3 separate regions of the Mus musculus genome follow, and all the other regions are linked to region 3. The links are chromatin contacts, called in public Hi-C maps. All regions are on one chromosome and are shown on one strand. The core of a region is the stretch at or near the end of the contact, and the rest is flanking DNA. Distances in the headings are between cores, read along the strand shown.

Region 1 (3,923 bases), core at 730-3,229, 480 kb before region 3:
CTCCCCTACCTCCTGTTCCTTCTTCCTCTCTCTCTCTCTCTCTCTCTCTCTCTCTCTCTCTCTCTCTCCATTACTCCCTCCCTCTCCTTTCCTTTCTTCTCTCTCCCTCCTCTCTGTTCCATTGCACCACCTGGTCTACATTTCCCTAGGACCTTCATGTCCTCTCAGTTGTGCCCCTAGCACATTCTTTCCAGCATAGCCATGTTGTTTTGTAGTGAAGGTGCACCACTGTAACCAGAGAGTACACTTGCTTCTCATCATATTCTCATAATATTCTAAGTCCCTTCATTTTGTAAAGGCGGAGCTCAGCCTTCCTCTTCAGTCTTACTCTGAACTCTTCTACACCCCCATTCCCCACATCCAGAAACGGAGCATAATGGAGCCAATTTCTTTAGTGCCACACAGTTTCACAGACAGACTTTCTTTTCTATGGTTTCTATTCAGCATTTGGGTCTCAGGAAAAATTCACATTGTCAAAAATACTTCAAATCTTCTAATCGACATTGTCATCCCATTTTAATCATTTCCATCATGGTCTGATTAAGCTTTACTTATTGTGTCTCTGACACTAAAATAAGAAGGGTGGTGTTGTTTTCTTTTCTCCTTGATAACAACTAATTTTGATGCCAACTTGGGGCTATGCCACTCAATCCAGTACAATCAAGAGAGTTAACATCAGATTCAGCAGGTTTTAAGGGCTCCAGGTCCATGACACTGAACTACTTCTAGGTGCCAGTCATAAGAATCAGGTCTTCAAGTTATGCACTCCTGCTTATCTTGAATGCAAACTCAGGGCTCCTGCATCCCTCTTCATGTCTGACAATTTGACAGCATGGCTAATAAGTCTATAGCAAGCACTGTACTATTAATGATATATGATAAGCAATACAATTAATAAACAGCCAAATGGAACACATACATATACAAGGAATGAGGGAGGTAAACACAGAGTTTTCCTGTCCTATATAGACATGCCACAACTCCACAACCTTGATATGATCATCAACCTGCAAGCACCCCAAGCTTCTTAGGATATTTTCATTAGGTAAGCATGGTTGATTGAATTGGCCATCACTGATAATGAATTCAATATCCAGCCCCTAGCCACTATACCTAAGGGTCTGGATTGAGTGTTCTGTGCTTCAAACCTCCACTCTTACCCTGAAACTACAGGGTCTGCCAAGTATTGCATCATCAGAACAAACAGTGCTCCTGTGGTCATCAGCTCAGGAAGTCCCAGTGCTTTAGAAGCTCTGTGTCAGGAACTGGGGACAAAGACCACATACCTTTCTATGACAATCATTATCCTTTTATATAGACTTATCACAGTTTCTATTCACTTCCTTATTCATTCACCTGTGTAATTATTTGCAAAAGTCCCTCTTTCCCCACCACCCTGTATTTTCCAGGAGGTCAGAAAGCATAATTATTTTGATCATAGTATTGCCTAACACAATGGCACACATTTGAAAAGTATTTGCACAATGACTTAATTCAGTCAGAAAATGCTGATCACATATTATGATATTTGATCACATATATTGTTGATGCTGAATTACTTCCTGGAGCGAAGAGCTTACTCTTTTATGAGAAATAAAATATAATTCGTAATAAATAATAATAACAACAACAATAATAATAGCACCAATGATTAACATTGCACTGATCTCCTCTCTGCTTTATGACAACCATTTGAAGTTGATACAGTTATTAAGCCACTTCACACCTGAAGAAGCTGAGAACTTTGCTGAACTTTATGCAGCTAAGCAGAAGCAGAGTTGCAATTGCCCATTTTCAGACACTCTCTGGAGAAGCAGGAAGGGCCTACTTACCACCAGGACTTGGGAAAGACTTCAGTGAGAAGGGCAAATTGGTCAGAATCCTGAAGAATGAGTCAGCAATTTCTAGACACCACACAGGGTGAGGGCACACCAGGAAAGAAGGAGAAAGGCTGCCGACGTGCTAAAGGGCATGGCATATTTGTGGTAGGCAAAGAGTTCAGCGAAGCTGAAGTGCTAGGTCACACGGTACAAAGTACACAGAAAGCAGGCAAGACAAACAGGTTTCAACCAAACTGGGAAATTCCTGTGCTAAATTTAACCCGAGAAAAGACAAAACCAGTGGTGGTGGTGGTGGTGGTGGTGGTGGTGGTGGTGGTGTAAAATAAAAACTCTTCCCTGGACCTTGTGGAACATCAGGATGGTGTATAAGTATCTTAAAATATTAGTTCTGTAAGATTTTACCAAAGAAAACTTGCCACTCTTGGCTCATTGAGACTTAGAGAGAATGGGATTTCAGACAGACTAAGATGCTTTCTTTTCCCCCTCGAGTATGTTCCTGGACATTTCAGTTCTAACCAATCAGTGTGGCTGAGCATCTCAGCTCAAGGGAGGCAAGATGGGTCAGAGTATGACCAGGGTGAGTCTTCTGAGTACCCACCTCACCCAGGAAGCAGCCTGGTGAAGTATGCCTGCATCACACAAGATAACTAGACAGCCAGGCAGTGGCAGGGGAACATGCCCACAGGCATGGCCCAGAGTGGCAGAGCAAGTTCAAGGAGGGAAACAAAAGGAGTCATGAGACAGGCATGTGCCACAAGGTTTCAGAGTCCAGGCAAGGTATGGGAAGAATGACCTGATGTGGGAAACAGGAGCCCACGTTACTTGACAAGAGGACACAGTGGTAAAGGGCTGGTCTATGCAGGATGCTATAGCCCAAAGTTTCTGTGTGAATAAGAAGATATTCATTACACAATGGAATACTGTTCAACTATTAAAAATGAGGACATCAATGAATTTTGCAGGCAAATGGATGGAACTAGATAATACCATCCTGAGTGAGGTAACCCAGATCCAAAAGGATATACATGGGATGTAATCACTGGTAAATGGAATATTAGCCAAAAAATACAGGATATCCATGATACACCCCATAGACTGTAAATGTAATAAGCAGAAATGCCTAAATGAGGAGACTTCAATCCCACTTAGAAGAGGGAACAAAATAATCATGAGAAGCAAAGGGATGGAGGGACCTGGGTGGGAGAGGGGAGGGAGAGGGGAAAAGAGGAACAGGATCAGATACGGGAGCTAGGACAGAAAGGGTCAGGAGACAGCTTCCGGGTTGGGGGGACCCTCTTAAAAATACCAGAGACCTGAGAGATAAGAGACTCTCAGGACTCAATAAGGATGACCTTAGCCAAAATACCCAACACTGGGGAAAGAGAACTCAAAAAGTCCACCTCCAGTAGATAGGCAGGGCCTCAAGTGGAGGGATGTGGCTACCAAGCCACAGTCAAAATTTCTAAACCAGAGTTGGTCCTATCTAAAAGAACTGCAGGCACTAAAATGGAGAAGAAACTGAAGGAAAGGTAGTCCAGTGACCAGCCTGACTTAGGATCCATCTCACTGGGAAGTAGGGGTTGGGGTGGGGGTTGGTGTACGGATAGGAGCCTAGCATGGCTGTCCTCTGAGAGGCCCTACCAGCAGTTCAGTGAGACAGACACAGATACTTACACTAAACCATTGGACTAAATTCAACCCCTATGGTTGAATCTGGGGAAGAATTGAAGCAGAAGGGGAGGACGACCCATAGGAAGACCAGCAGTCTCAACTAACCCATACCCCTGGGAGTTCCCAGAGACTGAGGTACCCACCAGGAACATATATGGGCTGTTCTGAGCCCCTACCACCTGACCCCCAAACATATATAGCAGTGAACTGCCCTCAGTTGGAGAAGATGCACCTCAAGAGACTTGAGGCTCCAGGAAAGAGAGATGTCTGCGGGGTGGAGGGGGAGCACCCTCTCTCATAGGCAAGGGGAAGGAGGAATGGGATGAGGAACTGTGTGGGGAAGACAGGGGCAGGGAGGCAACAGCTAGAATGTAAATAAACAAAATAAATTTTAAAAATGCCCCCAGAAGG
Region 2 (4,309 bases), core at 211-2,710, 420 kb before region 3:
ACTGTATGCAGTTCTCAACCACTGGTCTTCCTGTTTCCTCACTGGTAGGGGTGGGTAGGGTCGTGGCTTGGGGAAGAGATGCTGGGGACAGGGAGGTCTGGGTGGAAGGTCTGACCTGAAGTCCTGTTTTATCTCATTTTTAATACATTGCACTTTCAGCTAACCTGGTTTTGGCAATATGTTATTAACACAATGCCCTAACTCTCTTAAGCCTTAAAAGTCTTCACTGGTAAAGAAACCGCAGGTTCTCAGTCTGGGACAAGGTCTGAAGAGGACTTTATGAAAGTTTCATAAATTTCCCCACATAAGAAGGATTCCAAATAAGATCAAAGAATCTGGGAAAGATAATATTATGGGAAAAGAAGATAGAGATTCTTTGAAGGCTAAGTACCATGTTTTATTTTGAAGGGCATACATTACATGAGATTGGTTTTATACTAGAACATCCAGAGTTCAAATCTTGCCACCACAATACAAGCTTATTGAAGTCTAGTGACTTTTTCCTAGCTTTAGAGCGGAGGTAATTATTCATATAGTTCTCATAGGTACTGATGGCTATATTTTTAAAATCCCTAGTGACTCCTTAATCTGAGGCCAAGATCAACAGACAGCAGGTTTATCTCTACTATCATCATCTCCACTATGTTTTTCCTGCTTCCATGGGTCAGGTCTATGTGGGAGATCAACAAGTATCTGCCAGGTACGAACTAAAGGCTCCCTTCTACACTTTAGTGCACTAACGAAATCTCAAAGATAACTTCTGACCACACCTCATGTTAAAGATAAACTAATCCAAGCACGGGCAACAGAAACAGCAGTGAACTTTCCTTAATCTTTATGTCTTGAGTCTTGCCAGTAAAACAGAGAGTCAGCCGCAGCGTTTCCATTGTAGAAACTCAGGGACCGCCACCTCCCCAGCCTGGGAAGCCAGTTATTCGTACTTCCCAGAAGTTCTGTGTAAGCAACTAAGTGACTTGGTGCTTTGAGGCATTGTTGACTATAGCTGGTTGGGGTCAAGGGGTATCCTCATGAACTTAAAGCTGGTACACTATAATTCCTTGCATTCCTCCACATGAAAGACAGATTTCGGCACAGAGATCAAAACAGAGGCCATAAACCTCATGTTCAAAGTACCCTTGCATAAGCCAGCAACCACCTATGCTGCTTCATGCATGCAAGAAAATTGCTCAGCTCAGCTGAGACCATTAAACTTGTAAGGAGCTGGACAGGGGAGGCGTTCAACCATTTCATTTCTTTACTTAAAAAAAAAAAAGTCACATATATCTCTTGTTCTCATCCATTTGATCTACCTTTCAAAGGCAGAGTCTTAAGTAAAACCATTCTCTGAACTTGTCATCTGTTGCTTTAAAAAAAAGAACACAGTCACAGGGAGGTCAACCCATGACATCGCTTTCTGTGTGAATTTGTAGGTTAATTATTAATCGCACCCTTTTCCTTAGCTGCTTACATTTCGGTTAAACTGTACCCTTAACATCTGCCTCTTCCTGTATTGACTTTGTAAATGCGAACAAGGCATCTCAGATACATGCACAAAACCTGCCAAACATCAGCGGTGGGGCGGGCACATGGTCTGAAATGGTGGCCGTATTGGGAGAGGTGATTCCTGAAGTAGGGGAGGACTAATGTACTCAAGGGAGGGACAGAGGCTCTTGAACAAGGGCTGCTTTGTTTCTTCTGCTTTTCTGTAAGGTTCCCCGCAGTCTATTGTGAGCCAGGCTAGCAAAAAATTAATCTTCTATGCTTAGGAAAACCCTGGCTTAAAAAATGTAAGAGTCACTAATGGCGGCAGTGACTCCAGGTTAATCAAAGTTGCCAGATAATAACAGTCACAGTGATGGAGGCTGGTGGCCCAGGAAAACAAGCCAACGCATGGGCTGGTACAGGACAGCCAATTGGGAGTTTCAAGCTCTGCTCATGAGTTCTTGTATTGTTCCATACATATTACAGTGCTTCATGTCATGTGGGGTAAAAGGGCTCACTGCAAAAACCCAAGGGCTTTTCCCTTTGATACCTCTGCAGCTCTATTTGACTGCAAGGTGAGGAATAGCTAGGAAGACCTGTCAGCAGGTACAAGTTTGTCAGTCTTTCTAAAGGTGACAATGTACACAGTATTCATTTTCTCTGTCCCTTCTGAACCATACACAACAACTAGAAGGTTCCCCATTATTTTTCTATAATATAAACACAGGCGCTTCAAATACAACTGCCTTTTCTGAAGCAGGATTTTATACTGTTTTAGTAAGGACAAGTCAATATCACAGACAAAATGGAGGGTTGGCTGGTGGTGGGTACATATGAAGACTGAGGGGATGTCTGCCTGCCAATTTCTTCTTAGAAACTTCTCTCTAGAAGGTTCCATAAAAGCAAACCTGCACTGTAGCAGGGTAATTCATGAGCCAACCTGCAGGGGACTGGTGCTTCCTACAGTTCAGGATCTTAACTGCCAGCGGCAGCCTCTAAATGCGGTCTCCTTGCCTTTGAGACAAAGGTGTCTCTAAGCTTCTCCATCAGCATCATATGCTAGGACCTGCCAGGGCACCAGAAACACTGATCGCCTTTGGGAGAATGCGCAATGCTTCACTTAAAGCCGCCTCCTTGCAGTGACAGAACTGGTCATAGGGTTTCTCTGTCCCTATAGGGCACAGGCCAGAAACAGTTTCTCTGACATCATTTTAAACCTGAGTTTGTCTGTGGGCTGGATGCCTGAGATGTACTGTCCTTTGTGAGACTGTTCGGTAGTTAACAAGAAAACAGAGATCATGGAAACCCATGCAGTTGGATAATCAAGTCTTTTAACTTCTTCCAGTTATTTCATACCAAATGTAGGAATTAGTCTAGCTTCTTTAAAGGCAAAAATGAGTCTCCATATTAAGATGCTGTAGCTCCCTCTTCTATATCTCATCGATTGGCCACTGGTAGAATCTTGCTAATCTGATAGAAACAGAGAGCTTTTGCTACTCAGCCTTATCCCTGATCATCAACTGAGTGTTTTAGAGTCATGTGCTATCCCTCCATTGCTTATATAACCAAATGATCCAAAAGTCTTTAAAAGTTTGTTTGTTTAGGATTTTCAAGACAGGTTGTCTCTGGGCATGCCCTGGCTGTCCTGGAACCTACTCTGTAGACCAGGCTGGCCTTGAACTCACAGAGATCAGCCTGCATCTGCATCCCAAGTGCTGGGATTAAAGGCGTGTACTACCACCGCTCAGCAAAATTATACTGTTTAAAAATAAAATTTTTGAGTTGGAAAAATGGTAAGGTATTGTTTGCTCATAGTTGTTGGGTCTGGGTGAAGTTTTGTGCTTTACACAGTAGTACAAAGTATAAGATGCAAATTACCAATAATTGGCTAGGAATGTTTTGTAACCAGAGAGAGAGAGAGAGAGAGAGAGAGAGAGAGAGAGAGAGAGAGAGAGAGAGAGAGAGAGAGAGAGAGAGAGAGAAAGAAGCTAGCTTATATCACAAAAACAGAAAGCTTAATAAGCAAAAGCATTAACTTTCTTTTTTTGATTCCTTTTCTTAAAGGAGCCATTGTATGCATGTTACTCTGTCTACACAGATAACCCATGCTGTCAATCAACCTATATGTTGCCATGTAACCTTTTAAATGTTCTACCATGTAACCACCCTTCAAAAGTTCATTTGTAAAGTTTTCCAACTGTAAATCCATCATTTTATTCTTGTTTCCCTTTCAGGCCTTCTGATTCAAGGAAAAACAGAAACATGGTTATAATTTAAAAATAGGGCAAAGAAATTCACCATGATCATGCGAATCATTAGATCCCTGTTGGGGTCCGGCAAGGGGTGGGACAAGCAAATAGATGAACGAGATGGATAAAAAGACAAAGGAAGCAAGAAGCATGTGTGGAGAGGAGACTAGTCAGATGGACATGCATGACACCGCCCTTCTACAGATCAGGAGAGGGTCCAATATTGGTGATGTCAGAGGGTTCAAACAAGTAAGTGCACAAATAATAGTGAGGGAGGAAGTACAGAAACTGGGTGAGAAATCAAGGCACATATTTTAAAATTCTCTTTTCTTATTGGCCCCTGCTTCCATGTGCTATGGAATCTTGCAAGTGTTTCACACTCATGTGTCTGGTTATCAATGTTCCAAAGAAGAGAAAGCTACGAAAGTTTTACATCTTTACCTTCAGGATGGGAGCCATGAAGACTGACAGGCCAGTCAGAATAAACACAAGGGTTCCAGTGACTCGTTGTTCCCTGAAACAAAATCCAAAGACCAATCAGTCTAACTCCAGTTTTCAGGAACCTTCAAAGAAAGACC
Region 3 (4,019 bases), core at 735-3,234:
ACATGTATAAAATTCAATCACATACATACAGCCTTTCAAGGGTAAGACAAACCCACATAGTTTGAAATGATCTCTTAGAGTAATGTGCAGTTACATGGAGAAACAGTGAGCTGCGAATACTGTCATTGGTTATGCTTTGTGTTTGTGGGGGAAGGCTTATACTCATGAATCTTTTGGGTAGGCAACAATGACCAGGAAATTAAGAAGAGATAGTTGATGTTATAGTATGTCCATTTATGGATTTTCTGTTTTATGAAATATGCATATAGTTTCTATTCAATAGTATAGAAAATAGCATTTTGATACGTTAAAAGTAATCACTGTTTGTTGAAATGCCTTTACTGAGCCCCAAACTATGGAAATTGAGGAAATGTGTTTCTTATATTGTTGGATGAGAACATTAAAATCTAGGTGCCAGTCATGTCATTCTACCAAAATTTAACAACATAAACCAGTTACTTTGGAATTTCTATTCGCTCTTTGAGAATTCTATACATGCCTACAAGGTATCTTGCTCATATCCATTCCCACCCATTTCTTCTCTTAGTCCCTTTTCCCCATGAGCTACCTATTTACAGACTGCCTGAAACTTACTCAGCAACCGAGGCAGCAAAAGAAAGCTGTTCATAGCGTAGACAGATCTGTTTATTAAAGATTTCTCAGAACTTTGGCTCTCAGCCTCTTACCCCATACTACACCAAAGCTCAGAGGCCACTCTGTAGCCTGGTCTCTATGGTCCCTTTTTCAGTCGTTCTGACTTGAGTGGGATTTTTTTTCTCTGTTTATGAAAGTATTCGGTAATTGTTTTACATTCTACTCAGAACTTTGGTTGCTTTTTAGTACAACTGGGAAGCCCAAATATCTTCCTCATCATATTGCTAGAAATCAAACTTGTAAGACGGTATCCCTCTTCCATGTTAATCTTAAAAAACAGTCTTTGGCCAGGCAGTGGTGGCATACACCTTTAATCCCAGCACTCAGGAGGCAGAGGCAGGCTGATTTCTGAGTTCAAGGCCAGCCTGGTCTACAAAGTGAGTTCCAGGACAGCCAGGGGTACACAGAGAAACCCTGTCTCGGGGGCCGGGGGGGGCAGGGGGGGATCCAGTCTTTCTCTATGTGGGCTCAGAGTAGTATTATAGTTCCCTTTGCATTGGCGATTGGTCATACAACTTACTTTGCCCAATAAAATGAAAAGAAAAAGATCTATGTCACTTTTGGAACAAAACAAGACTCAAGTGGTAAAGGCAGCTGACCAGGGTTCGATTCTCAGGGTCCATGAGGTAGAAGGAAAGAAGTAACTCCAAGTTGTCCTCTGACCTCGGTTCACATGCCGGGGTACTCACCTGTCCCACCCAACTCCAAAATATATGTGTAAATGTAATTTTTAGATGTTCAATAAAAAAAAAGTGTGGTGATCCTAACACCACCAAGTTACAGTGACAAAACTCAGCATCGTGGCTTTTCTGGTAGCTCACTGTTCCCAGGAAGGTGCCCTTGGGTACCTGTATGGTACTAAAATTATTCTGCTGAGTTATTGTTTGTGTGTGTGTGTGTGTGTGTGTGTGTGTAAAATCTGTTTTATATTCATAGTGCTTGGTTTCATTTGGTTTGTTTTTTGTTTCGTTTTATTTTGGGTTTTGGGTGGTTTTTTTTTTTTTTGAGACAGGGTCTCACTATGTGGCCCAAGATGACATCAAACTCTGGATCCCTGTTCCTCTGCCTCCAAGTACTGGATTTTGAGCATGCACGTACCACCAATCTCAGCTTAAATTCACAATCGTTATATAAATTATAACTCCACTGTTAAAAAGCTAGCCTAGGATTTCTTTTTATCCAGCCGCAACCTACTTGGGCCTACATTATCCACATTCCTCTCCTTCTCTCCCCCACAAGCTCAGAAAATTCCAGCGCCAGACAACACAAACGCAAAGTCACAAGGAAAGCAGAAACACAAATATTTTTAACTAGTGGGAAGATCAAAGAAAAGTCAATAATGAACTGTGGCTTCATCAAACATTTACAGAGAGCACTAAGACACCGAACAAAAGAACCAGTGGCCGAAATGTATATTAGGAAGCATTGTATTTGATTTAGAGCAATTTCTTCTCAAATTTGCAATTGGCCTTTAAGTCATTTAAGTGTAACATTATGTTAAGAAATTACAATGAAAGTTTGGTTCATTGTGGTCTCAGGGAACTGAAATCTGCTTGGAACACATGTCTGAAGTTAGGAAGACATATTCTTTCCTTTTTGTGACCTCTATGTGTTAAAGCAGCTGCCAAGCAGGCTGACAACACCCAGAAAATGCATTTATGTTCCTTTGCACACCAAATGTGCTTGTTGCTGTCAGAAACAGACATTCCTCATCCACATCGCAACCCGGATCGCTCTCCTCTCAACAGAAGTGGACCGCAGGGAGGGTAAAGAGCAAAGGAAAGTCAGGCCAACAGTGGCCTAAGTCAACGACCTCTGGGGAAAGCCCTTTAGATCCTCCTGCCAGAAGCTGCAGTCCAAGGACTGCGGGAAAGCCAGGTTACTGGTAGACAAGCTGCTTCCGAGAGGGCCAGTGGCAGAGCAGAAGGACCTGCCTCAAATCCAAGATCATCCTGCAGTGGACTGCGTGGACAGTCTGCTGAATGAGTTCGCAGCGATACGAAACCATCAATAAATCAGACACCAAAGGGGGGGGGGGAGAACTTGATAGTATTAATAGCAATTATTCCCAAGTTTGTTAACAGCTTTCTTGAAGGAAAAATGACAAAGAAAATGTAGAAATTATCCCAGCCCTTCTGAGGTGTATCTCTCTGGAGTCGTTTCTGTCATGAAAGACTCTTAGAAATCTTTAAACCTTTTTCCGTCTCACTGTGGGGAGGCGCGAGTCCTCTAGAGGGAGGCAGCTGTGAGATTGGAGCAAAGCAAAGCACTTGTATCTAGGGTATCTCATTTTAAAAAAAACAATGCCTTTCACTGGCTATAAATCAGGCGACAATGCCTATCTTAGAAGTTTATTAGAGAGAATACAGATGTTTTTCACCCTGTAACCATTTACGTAGATAAAGTTGTGAGAGAGGCAGTGTTTCCAGGTGGGAAGAAAAAGGCTTTCCATTCCGAGATTCTGGCTCAAACAAATCAAAGCAGTGTCACTTCACCAAGTGAAGTCCTTTGAACCTCAGTGGCCCTATTTAGACTGTTACCAGGATTAAATATTAACATCTGTGAAGGCCGACTCACTTCACAGATACTCAGTAGATGACAATTACCTTCAGAGTCTTCTACTTTCTCATTATTCCCCTTTCATTTATGGAGTTAACAAAAACTGATTACCCGTTATTGACTTATGGTAAAATGGTAACAAAAACCTATAAGCCCCATCTTCATGGAGTTTGCATCAGTAGAGAACACACACATAGGAGAAAAAAAAAAAAAAAACAGAAACAACAATAATGAAAATAGGCCAGCACAGCACAATTTTATAATGTGTGGCAAGAAGGAGCGTATTTGGTGCTGTGGTTAACACAGAAGAGAGACACTTCATTCAGCCTTAGGCCAGAGTTTCGTGGAGAAAACTACAGCTGAAAACTGAGGGAGGAGTTGGAGTCTGCTAATGAAGCGCAGGAGGTCAGGAAATATTTTCAAAGGCCCAGAACTGGGGGAAATTGGGTTTGTCCCTTGTTCTGGGATACAGCAAATTCTCCTTTACATCTTTCTGGGTTTGCCCCAGATCATAAGTATCATGGTGCATAGCCTTCCCACTGACCATAGCCACAGAAAAGACACTCTCTCCAGCCCAACTCCCACCTCAATCAAGTATAAATCGCATCCATCATCCACCGGTCGCAAAGCCAAACTCCTGGTTTTGTGGTCCGATAATTCATAATGTGCACTCTTATTCCCATCCAGGGATGATGCTCTGACAATGGCAGTGGACTCGGTGGTGGATAAACACCATTCATATCTACCACGATCTTACAGACCAATTAAGCAGCAGCAACGTGTAGTTACATGTTACATGAATTAAC

Evidence for each region. A called contact is a pair of places that touch in the nucleus more often than the background predicts.
Region 1: a contact with region 3 is called in a Hi-C map of liver, with 3 times the contacts expected there. The contact joins two enhancer-like sites. A contact is called at or near these places in 3 of 484 Hi-C or Micro-C datasets (liver, nephron progenitors and uterus) and 1 of 9 other capture datasets (embryonic stem cells).
Region 2: a Hi-C map of liver shows a contact between it and region 3, with 4 times the contacts expected there. The contact joins two enhancer-like sites. A contact is called at or near these places in 2 of 15 datasets of contacts at CTCF or cohesin (large pre-B cells and pro-B cells), 100 of 484 Hi-C or Micro-C datasets (the 3T3-L1 cell line, 3T3-L1-derived adipocytes, B cells and 54 more), 4 of 115 datasets of contacts at active chromatin or transcription factors (astrocytes, embryonic stem cells and hepatocytes) and 1 of 9 other capture datasets (embryonic stem cells).

What each region holds. Positions count from the first base shown.
Region 1 is chr5:89,275,812-89,279,734 of GRCm38.p6, reverse strand. No RefSeq gene overlaps it. Among named protein-coding and RNA genes, the nearest start is that of Gm35855, 52 kb to the right of the region's middle. Within about 2 kb of position 1,979, at least 56 of the 459 cell types and tissues checked have an H3K27ac peak or open chromatin away from gene starts, as enhancers often do. A contact at or near this core is called in liver, where this site is marked.
Region 2 is chr5:89,215,657-89,219,965 of GRCm38.p6, reverse strand. Slc4a4 (solute carrier family 4 (anion exchanger), member 4) reads right to left here. Exons shown (of 27, transcript NM_001359211.1): 21 at 4,173-4,245. Among named protein-coding and RNA genes, the nearest start is that of Gm35855, 8.0 kb to the left of the region's middle. Within about 2 kb of position 1,460, at least 26 of the 459 cell types and tissues checked have an H3K27ac peak or open chromatin away from gene starts, as enhancers often do. A contact at or near this core is called in hepatocytes and liver, where this site is marked.
Region 3 is chr5:88,795,271-88,799,289 of GRCm38.p6, reverse strand. It overlaps a transcript of Slc4a4 not described here. Among named protein-coding and RNA genes, the nearest start is that of Dck, 32 kb to the right of the region's middle. Within about 2 kb of position 1,984, at least 8 of the 459 cell types and tissues checked have an H3K27ac peak or open chromatin away from gene starts, as enhancers often do. A contact at or near this core is called in hepatocytes and liver, where this site is marked.